2 separate regions of the Capra hircus genome follow, and region 1 is linked to region 2. A link is a contact called in public Hi-C data. All regions are on one chromosome and are shown on one strand. The core of a region is the stretch at or near the end of the contact, and the rest is flanking DNA. Distances in the headings are between cores, read along the strand shown. Region 1 has its middle 380 kb from the start of SATB1. Region 2 has its middle 140 kb from the start of SATB1.

What was found. Hi-C and Micro-C count contacts between places; a contact is called where the count stands out from the background.
Region 1: a Hi-C map of liver shows a contact between it and region 2, with 5 times the contacts expected there. The contact joins two enhancer-like sites. A contact is called at or near these places in 3 of 5 Hi-C or Micro-C datasets (blood and liver).

What each region holds. Positions count from the first base shown.
Region 1 is chr1:155,740,868-155,745,618 of ARS1.2, forward strand. No RefSeq gene overlaps it. Among named protein-coding and RNA genes, the nearest start is that of SATB1, 380 kb to the left of the region's middle. Within about 2 kb of position 2,589, at least 1 of the 5 cell types and tissues checked has an H3K27ac peak or open chromatin away from gene starts, as enhancers often do.
Region 2 is chr1:155,497,744-155,502,545 of ARS1.2, forward strand. No RefSeq gene overlaps it. Among named protein-coding and RNA genes, the nearest start is that of SATB1, 140 kb to the left of the region's middle. Within about 2 kb of position 1,773, at least 1 of the 5 cell types and tissues checked has an H3K27ac peak or open chromatin away from gene starts, as enhancers often do.

The DNA of each region.
Region 1 (4,751 bases), core at 1,339-3,838, 240 kb after region 2:
TTTGCTATGCATTTGAGTTCCTCTCAGCTGGATAATCTTTACAGTTCCACAGTAGGGCTGGTGAAAGTGATCGGACTAACATTTATGGACCAGCGTCTCTGTGCAGTATTGTACCTCAACCTCTAGAGCATTATCTCATGTAACAATCTCCACAAGCCTGTGTGGTTAGGGCACCTGTGATTGCACTGCTTCAGAGCAGGTTCAGAGACATTAAGTGCTGGCAACACTCAACAGCAGCCAGGAAATAAAGGGGCTGCAGTCTGAGTCCAGGCCCGATAGTTCGGACAGTCCATCTTCTCGCTGAGCCCTGCTGCTGCTGGTGAATGGCTTTTTCTGGATGGGAGTCAAAGAAAGCCAGCATTTTTTCTTGCTTCTTTCTTTCTCTTCTTTCCTTTTTATGTCTTTGTGTCTTTTCTACTGGCAAAACCTGAGACCTGTCAGAAGCGGTCTGTCCTGTAACTGAGAAGTTGTTAACCTCTGCTTTCTGGGCTGAAAATAACATACTTGCTTCTCAATCTTGCCACCCAAGACCATACATTTTCAATCCCCTAAAACGCTTGCAAACTCATAATTAGGTCTTGTGTAAACTTTTAAGGGTTTCATTAGCCTTTGAGAAAGGGGTGTTAAGACGTGGGTGGGGACTTTGGCATACTCCATTTTTACTTTTTTCGAATAACTTATTAAAAAGCAACAACACACGTACTTTTTAACAAAGCACAAGTAGGCATTCAGCTCTCCAGATTCATCATCTCTACCCGGTGTTCTGTAAAACTAGAAGATTAGATAGAAATTATTAATCACGGAAATCAAACGGGAAAAGCAAAATAGGTGTGTGTTCTAAGTTGTTTTACCTTCATTGTTATCTAAGAACTCGAGGTATGACTGTTAAGGAACTCTTCTGAGACCCTTCCATAAACCAATGTTTCATCCTGAAAATTGAAGCCTAAAGAAGGAAAAATTGCTGCAAATCAAGATAAATCTGAAGTGAAATTGTCCTTGAGTATAGCATTTATTTATTAATTTAATTTTAAACTTTTTTTTAATTTATATTTTTACTCTCTTTTGCTTTACAGTACTGCGTTGGTTTTGCCATACACTGACACGAATCCACCACGGGTGTACGTGAGTTCCCAAACATGACCCCCCCCACCTCCCTCCCCGTATAACCTCTGAGAACCTGTGCTATCCAGTTACGCCTACCTACTACTCTTCCGCTGATGTAGTGAAGATGATCTTCCTGAAGGGTCGAGGCGTGGGTTATGGCCCTTCAGGGTGCGAGGCCTTAGCCTCTATTTCCATGTTCTTTCAGCCTCCTTTACGACGTACAACTTATGTCAGCAGGTTAGCAGAGCCTGAGTGACCACCTGATGCTTAGCGTCATTGATCAGCTAGGAGCCTTCACTCCTGGCTCACCCTGGAGCCTCTCCCTGGTCCAGGATTCTCCGCTGGAGCCCACAGCTGCCTCCTCGTCTTTACCTCGTGTGGTCCCCTACCATATTACTCCCGGGAACGTGAGCAGAGAGGAACTGCTCAGACAGAGCGGCGGCTTTTCGCCGTCTCACGGTCTGTTCTCTTGTGACCAACATCAGCTCTCTTTCTTCTCCCAGTTATTCTTCGCCGCCATGCTCAGGCACTGTTTCTCTTTAAGAAGCTGGCCTCAGCGCCACACTCCACGTGACGTGAGTCCCTCCTTCCTCCAACCCACTTCAGCCCCTCATCTACGTTTATTTCTTTGTGTTGCATGGCTCATACTGTCCTGAAATTATTTGCTAAATGTCTTTCTATCCAAAGGGCAAGTGCTATGACCTTCCTTTATCCCAGCATTTACCTTGCTGCTGCTGCTGCTAAGTCGCTTCAGTCGTGTCCGACTCTGTGCGACCCCATAGACGGCAGCCCCCCAGGCTCCTCTGTCCCTGGGATTCTCTAGGCAAGAACACTGGAGTGGGTTGCCATTTCCTTCTCCAATGCAGGAAAGTGAAAACGGAAAGTGAAGTCGCTCAGTCGTGTCCGACTCTTCGTGACCCCATGGACTGCAGCCTACCAGGCTCCTCTGCCCATGGGGTTTTCCAGGCAAGAGTACTGGAGTGGGGTGCCATTGCCTTCTCCAGCATTTACCTTAGGAGCTAGCATTTATCTTCTTTGGGAGGTCTTCCTACCCCAGACATGCGTAGACCTGAACTGATAGATACATAAAGGCAAAGTTATCTGGCTCCTAGGACACAAAGCTTAGCCCTTCTAACCTGCAAGACAGCTTAAAATTTCAATAGTTTGTCATTTTCTCTGTTAGAATTGCTTTTGTTAGTTCCTATAAAGTTAACTATTGGGCTAAGATTATCGGAGGTAATAATTAGGTGATAGAGTAAAGCTTAATTTATTAATGGCTGAACTTCAATCAGATTTATTAATGTTTTAGAAGCATAAGCCAAAACTTATATTTTAAAAATTGATATAATCTCATATCTGCAAAAGCACCAAATATACACAAGTCCCTCCTTGTAATGAGTCACTTGGACGCAAAATCAACTGTAACTCAAGAAACCAAAACCACCGAGAGGGGTGAGCTTTGTCAGACTGGACCAACTTGTTCTACTTGTTATGGACAAAGAGAGGCCTGGTGAGGTCTCAGGGTGCAGAAGCCATACCTTGGGTTAGTTACAAGGAGCATCCTGTGTCTCCCCCTGCTGGTTGGTGGAATAACTAAATGCACCCACCCCCAGGAGTCAGAAAGGCATGGCCTTGCAGCTTCGTATCAGCCAGTCAACTGGGCTCTGAATTTTTAAGGAAAGCTGATCAAGAGTTCATGTCAGGATATTTAATTTCATCCTCAGCTCTCTAACTCTGGTTAATTAGCACTCCGCATTTCTTAACAATTCTAACTTCACATCCCATTGAAATAAACCATTAAGAAATCCACTTCTTGCATATTTTAATTCCAGGCTATAACTACATTTTGATTAGATTAAAATTGTTTTAAAAAGGTTGTGTTTGAAAATAATCTCAAGTGTTACCACAAGGGATACCATTTCCTCTAGTCTTCAAAGGATTATTTTAGTTCACTAGTAAATTTGGGGGGGAAATATATATATATATTTATATATATATATATACACACACACATAAGGAATTCTTATAGACAGCAAAATGAGGTGAAGTGAATCTACAGAAAATGTAGGGGAAAAACATATCCAAAACTTATTTCTATTATCCTATTGTCTTTATTTGGTGATTGTATGTCTGACAGACTAAAATTTCAAAGGAATTTAAAAGGCTTTTTATTGTGAGTATTTATCTGAGTGTTCCTGGCAAGACTTGAGCCAAGGCAAGAACCCACAGAGAAGATATTGTATCATAGGTAGTTTGCAGTGCACTTATTTCAGTGGTGACAGCTCAGAAGAGCTCAAGCCTTGCCATTATCAGCTGGAAGACAAAAATAATATAACAAAAAGTAAGGGGGAAATGAGAGGGGAGAAGCAAAAAAGGTAGACGTGGGGATTCTTATGTCTGAGATTAGATATGAGGACCAACAATGAAACCCTAAGAAGTCAACACAATGAAAAAAAAAAGTAAGGCCAGGAAAACGGAGGAGGGAAAAGGAATCAGGAGGAGAAGACCGGGTTCTGAAACGTACAAAGGGCAGGCAGCAGTGTACACCACCATCTTTACCAGTGTGATTGTGGCGTGCAGAGCAATATTCTACATTAATGGTTAAATTGTGCTCCATGTATCTTGTTTGCTAGGTTGGGGAACAGTGTTATGTCTCTTAAGGAGAGCTTGATTAATAATAATATAAAATTTTAAGTTTCCTAATTAACAAATATTTATTGAGTGCTGTATGGAATGTTAATTCCTTTAAAAATTCTGAATTATCAGTAGCTTAGTGCAAGGATTTATTTCTTGCTTGCGTCACACTCTAGTGCTGGTCATTCTGGGACCCATGCTTCTTCTATATCCAGGTGCTGCCATCTGTAACAAACGGCCTCCAAGTTTGCTGAACAGGAAGAGAGGCGGAGATCACCCATGAAAGGCTTAATGGGCCAGCCCTAGAGGTGGCTTACAGCCCTTCTGCTCACATTCCATTAACCATAAATCAGTCCCATGACTCTAATCTAGCTGTCAGAGGTTCTGGAAAATACTGTCTTCCTACTAAATATTAATATGAATATTACAGCCACAACATTCTCTGAGGGTCTAGAAATTTATTAGTGGATGGAGGGCTGGGGAAACCGACAAAAGTCCTGCCTTTATGGCGGAAAATAAACAGTAAGTGAAACAGAGAAAGGTATAGCATGTGGGTGAAAAGCGCAGAGTGGGAAACTACAGCACTCAGGTAAGGAGGGTCCGACGTGGGGCAGGACTGAATTACCACCTGAATAAGGCAGAAAGGGAGGCTCCAAGGAGCAGGAGACACATGAGAAGAGATCGGAAGGAGGCAAGGCCGTCGGTGGTTATCCAGAGGAAGGACATGCCAGGCAGAGGACGCTGCGCACCCAGGAGGCCCGAGGAGGCCAGCGTGGCTGGGGTGGATGGAGGGCAGTGAGCTGGGGAATTAACAGGAGAGGGAGGGGCATCAACAGGAGAGGCTGTCAGGGAGGCAATGGGAAGGGCAGACAGACATGGCCAAAGGCAGATTGTGTGCTTATGGGACTCCGCTTTTTCTCCCGATGAGACTGGAAGCGTCGGAGGGCGCTGAGAAGGGGATGGACACACAGGTGCCTGTTTTCCACTGACGTCGCTCTGGTGGCTTGCTTAAG
Region 2 (4,802 bases), core at 523-3,022:
TTGGCTTGTTCATTCGCAGCTTGGAGTCCCTAGAATTCTGATTCTTAAAGGAATGGTCTGTGGTCCCCTGGCTGCCCATCAGGGTCTCCTTTGGATGCCAGTCATTTCTTTGATACTTAGAAATTAAAGTTGAATAGGATGCTTGTTCATAGCCCTTATTGTTACAAATGACCAAGAGCTATTTGAACAGAACCTGCTGAATTAAATATTAGTTAACCCAACTTTGTTGGGTTATACAGTTGGTATTGAGTGATACATACTGGAAGTTGGCACTTATGAACTAAAATGGCTAAATAACTAAATTCTGTCAAGGACTTTATGTGACAAAGCAGTCTGGTGGCTGCACATTTGGTAACATGATGAAGCTCCCTCTAATAATACACATGACCAAATATGTACAGTACATATATGGTACTGTATGGTATAGTAACAAGTATGCACTGTTACGTGTATGTGGAAGGGAGACTGGCCTTTGGCTTAGCTCTAGATGGGGGCAGTGCAAACATGGGAGCTCCCCCATCTCATTTTTGTCTCACGTGGTAGATGTCGTCTCAGCAACACCCTTTAGGAACACTTCTCTCTCCAAGCTGGACAGACAGAGGAAGGGCCTCAGAAGAAAACTTTTCAGTTGATATTTTGAGGTTGGACTTGAAAGGCAACTCACACATTTAGGCGGGGGAACTTTGTTGCCTTGGGCTTGTACTTTAAGAACGCTGGTTACGTTTGGGGTGACTGGTTATGCAGTCATGGGGGAAAGTCTGTCATGTTGAGGCAGATGGGGAACAAGGCAAGGAGACATCCCTTTGTTTTGGCGAGTTCCAGAACGTTTGCATTTCTGAGACCAGGAAAATTTCAAAAGTGAGAGGGCAACACGGAAAGATGGCTTTTTATTTTACCAAATTAGGACCCCAAAAAGCAATATGTAACCTGCTATTAAAAGAGAGGACTATTCATGAAATAAGATGAGGCAGGACACGATCTCAGAACAAATAAAGTAAGTATAGCTTACCATCCATATTGTGTGGCCTGTAATCTTAGATAGCCCGTATGCGTTTAATTTAATGCAGCATATGAAAGCTTCATTGCAGTTTGTTATTCTGTATTTTGCCACACTGTGTGCCAATGAAAACCTGCCAGAGGTTTCCTCTGGCATATGGGACCCAGTGCTCCATCAGACAGCTTTATAAAGCTGTCAAATATGAATCAGATTACCAAATTGTGTATTCTTTTTTACTATTTTCCTGTTTTCCCCTATGCTTGAATCCATGGGAAAGTTTGATTTACATATTCTCATCTCATCTCAGTTAAAAAAAAAAAATTGACTCCATCTGTGGGGCCAGTGGACTCTCTGACACCAGGACAGTGTTGCTCCTATGCGGGTGTTTTAGCAATCTCCAGAAAAATGCGAACTTCAGGAAACAGGCCTTGGGGATGAAGGCCCAGATGGTCCTCACATTCGAGTTCTTACCCTGTGTTATCTCCTGGGGGTTTGCAGTTCAGGGTCCTCCTGGGCACTGGGGCTTTCTCTAAGAGAACTTCCTCGTGATTCTGGAAGTGCCTCTTGGAATTCTTGAAAGAATGAAAGGACAATCAGACACCCTAGTCCCTCCTCCCACCTGAAGAAATGAAAAGGATTTCCCAAAACGTCTCAGCATCTCTGCATTTCCTCCTGGGGAGAGATACCAGTGTGGGCAAGAAGAGCTGGTCCAGCTGGGGAGAGGCGGGCAGAGGCCCCTCCTTGGCACCGGGCCCATGGCACCGCTCAGCCCCTTCCCGGAGCCCCTGGGACCTGCCTGGTGAGGAGTCAACGGTCGGCCTGCAATCCACCGGGTGGAGTCAGCGGAAGTCGCCATAGGGGAGGAACTGGCTTGTTGGAGGGCAGCAGGTGAGAAGGTGGTCACGGCAAAAGTGGCCCAGGAAAGGAAGACGCCGGGACAGGAGCTGCAGCTGCTCGGCGGGATCTTGTCAGGCAGCCCACAGGCTCGAGAGGCAAGTGTGGGAGTGTCCCAGTCTTAGAAAGGGCGGTTCCTTTTCTAGTTGTTAGTGAAAATCACTCAGTCGTGTCCGACTCTTTGCAACCCTACAGAATTCATGGAACTCTCCAGGCCAGAATACTGGAGAGGGTAGCCGTTCCCTTCTCCAGGGGATCTTCCCAACCCGGGGAGTGAACCCGTCTCGTGCATTGCAGGTGGACTCTTCACCAGCTGAGCTATCAGGGATGCCCTGTTCCAGACCACTGCCGATTTAGCTGGAAGGGAAGGTGAGCCACTGGCCAAGCTTCCCCCTGTGTGTGTCCCTGATGGTCTCACCCTGGGGTGAGGCTGCCCATGAACCTCCTTTGCACTGGGTTCTTTCCAGACCAGCTCAGGGGGGCTCAGTGAAGCAAACCCTCAACACAGGTCTCTGTCCAGAGGCAGCTTGTAAGAGTCTGTTGAGATGAATAGTGTGAAATTAGACAAACCAATGAGTGAAAAGGCGAGAAAAACATAAAAGGAAAGAAGGCGAGTGAGGTGCTGGGGATTAGGAGTAATCTGTGGACCAGGCGTGCTGATTCTGCCGCGCGGTGCAGCGTGGTCTGACGAGGCTGAGTACATGTGGTTTTGGCTTTGCACTGCGGAGGCGTTTAACTGCATCATATGAGGTGGACTGGAACTTCAGGGGCATCCAGTGACGTTTGCTTCGTCACCAGTCTGCCCACTCCTGCATTTATCAGCAAACCAGCGTGTGTGTGTGTGTGTGTGTGTGTACATATGTACATACATATATATATGGATGTATATTTTTAACTTCACAGTATGGTGTCTGATTTATAATTTCCCAAGGGCAGTATTTTTTTTTACAGCGACTGGCAGGATTTTTTGTTCTTCATTAGGCCCTTTATTAACCCACTGCCAGAGCTCGGTATCTAACCACTCCCAGTGTTTCAGTGATCATATTATCAGTAATAGCATATTTCCTCTGGGAGATATGAATGCAGTCTATTGCAGGTGGGAGGCTGGGAGGAGGCGGGCACAGAGCTGGGAGTGTTCACATCTCTGTTCGTGCTCTGCCTTCAGACTCTCCCACTGAACCTGCAGATGTTGCTGACTAGAGGCTTTGACGCCTTCTTAACTTCATTTTTATGCAGGAGAGCAGCAACTTGATTTGTTCAGAAAGTTTTCTAAAACGGTGACATCCGGCTCTATAAAAAGCTGCCCTGACCACACGTTTGGGGGTGCAGATTCCTGAGGTTTCCTTCAGACGTTTGTCCTTCCCTCCCAGTTAAAGTCTAGCGAGTTAACGGACGTGGACCAGCTTGAAAAGAGCCATACGGTGCGCAGAGGGTGGTTCCTTCCTGTCTGGCTGAAGAGCTCAGATGAAAGGAAGTACGGAAGCCTAAAGCTTAATTATTATCATCACCGCCCTTCCATTTAGAGAGCAAGAAGCGGTCGCGAGTACAGGGCTAGCAGGATACTTAGGAGAGGTCTTCTGGTCTTCTCTTCCTAACCTTCCATCAGAACCGCCTGTCAAAATGCCTCATTCAGAAAAGAAAACACTTGGTTTCTAAACGATTTGCAGGGGAGGAAGTTCTAAAGTTTCCTTGGTATCCCATTTAAGCTCCCAGCAACATCATCTTTTTACCTTCAGTGTGAATATTTACTAGCAGAAGGTACCTGAACAAGTCACTTAATCTCTTGGAACCTCATTTGTCAAATTCGAATTCTAATAATAATCTGTGGAATTCATTTCATTGTTGTGAAGATCAAACCGAACAATCCACTTAAAAGGAATATTCAAACAGTGAAGCATTGCACAGTGATAAGCTCCTGTGATATTACACATAATTCCTGTTCATGTAGTACCTCTCAAAATAAAATACAATCAACAAAGTACATCAGACACCCTGGTAGGGATGGAAAACCACTGGCCTTCTCCTTATTCTTGTTACCTTCTCCTGCACAATACGACGGAAGAGAGCCAAAAACATGCCTTCTGTCATTAAACTTAAAATATTGATGTCCCTACACTTGGACATTCTTTGAATTCCTTGACACTAATTTCCATGCCATCTCAACTGTATCCCAAATTAATAAGGCTATAATAGCCCTACCCCACTACCCTTCCTGGGCTCTGAATCCTTTCTCGGAAGACTTTTATCTCACAGAGCTAGCCTGGAAAACGGGATGAGAAGAAGCTGACTGACGGGTGCCTTCCACTAATAATAGGTTTAATCCTCTACACACTTTTATTCTATTTAGGTTTTTCTCATTGAGGTACTACCCACACACATAAAGATCAATCAAAATTGAAGTCTATTGGGTTTGGATAGTATTTGTCTATAACTGTTTTCCCCTTAACAGATTGCCCGTTGTATTTGGGCAGAGGCAAAGCATCTGTGGAATGGGCAAGGCTCTCAGACGCATCCAGAAGATCAATACTCAAGAAAGAATCTCTTGATGTTAAAACACTCAATAAAAAGAACAAGAAAGCAGACAGACAGGAAACGGGGCAGGAAATATCCCCTCTGGTTTTGGGTGAGATGTGGTTTAAGACAGAATCGCTCTGCACAGTCACAGCCTCGTTTGCTTGTTGTAACCATTCAATGAGATAAATGGACGGTCATGTAAACATCACCAACTCGCAACTTTCATCTTAATGGACATTGAAGTAAGCTGCTGGAACTGGCCAATAAATCTGTTTTTGTCTGACTAATATCTCCTAAGGCTTCGTGACTTCTAGTTTGGTCAAATCTGGCTCAATGAAGACAAAGAGAAACGGAATTTTCACCCAGTGGGCACCTTCCTCGTAAATGGGGAGGAGCC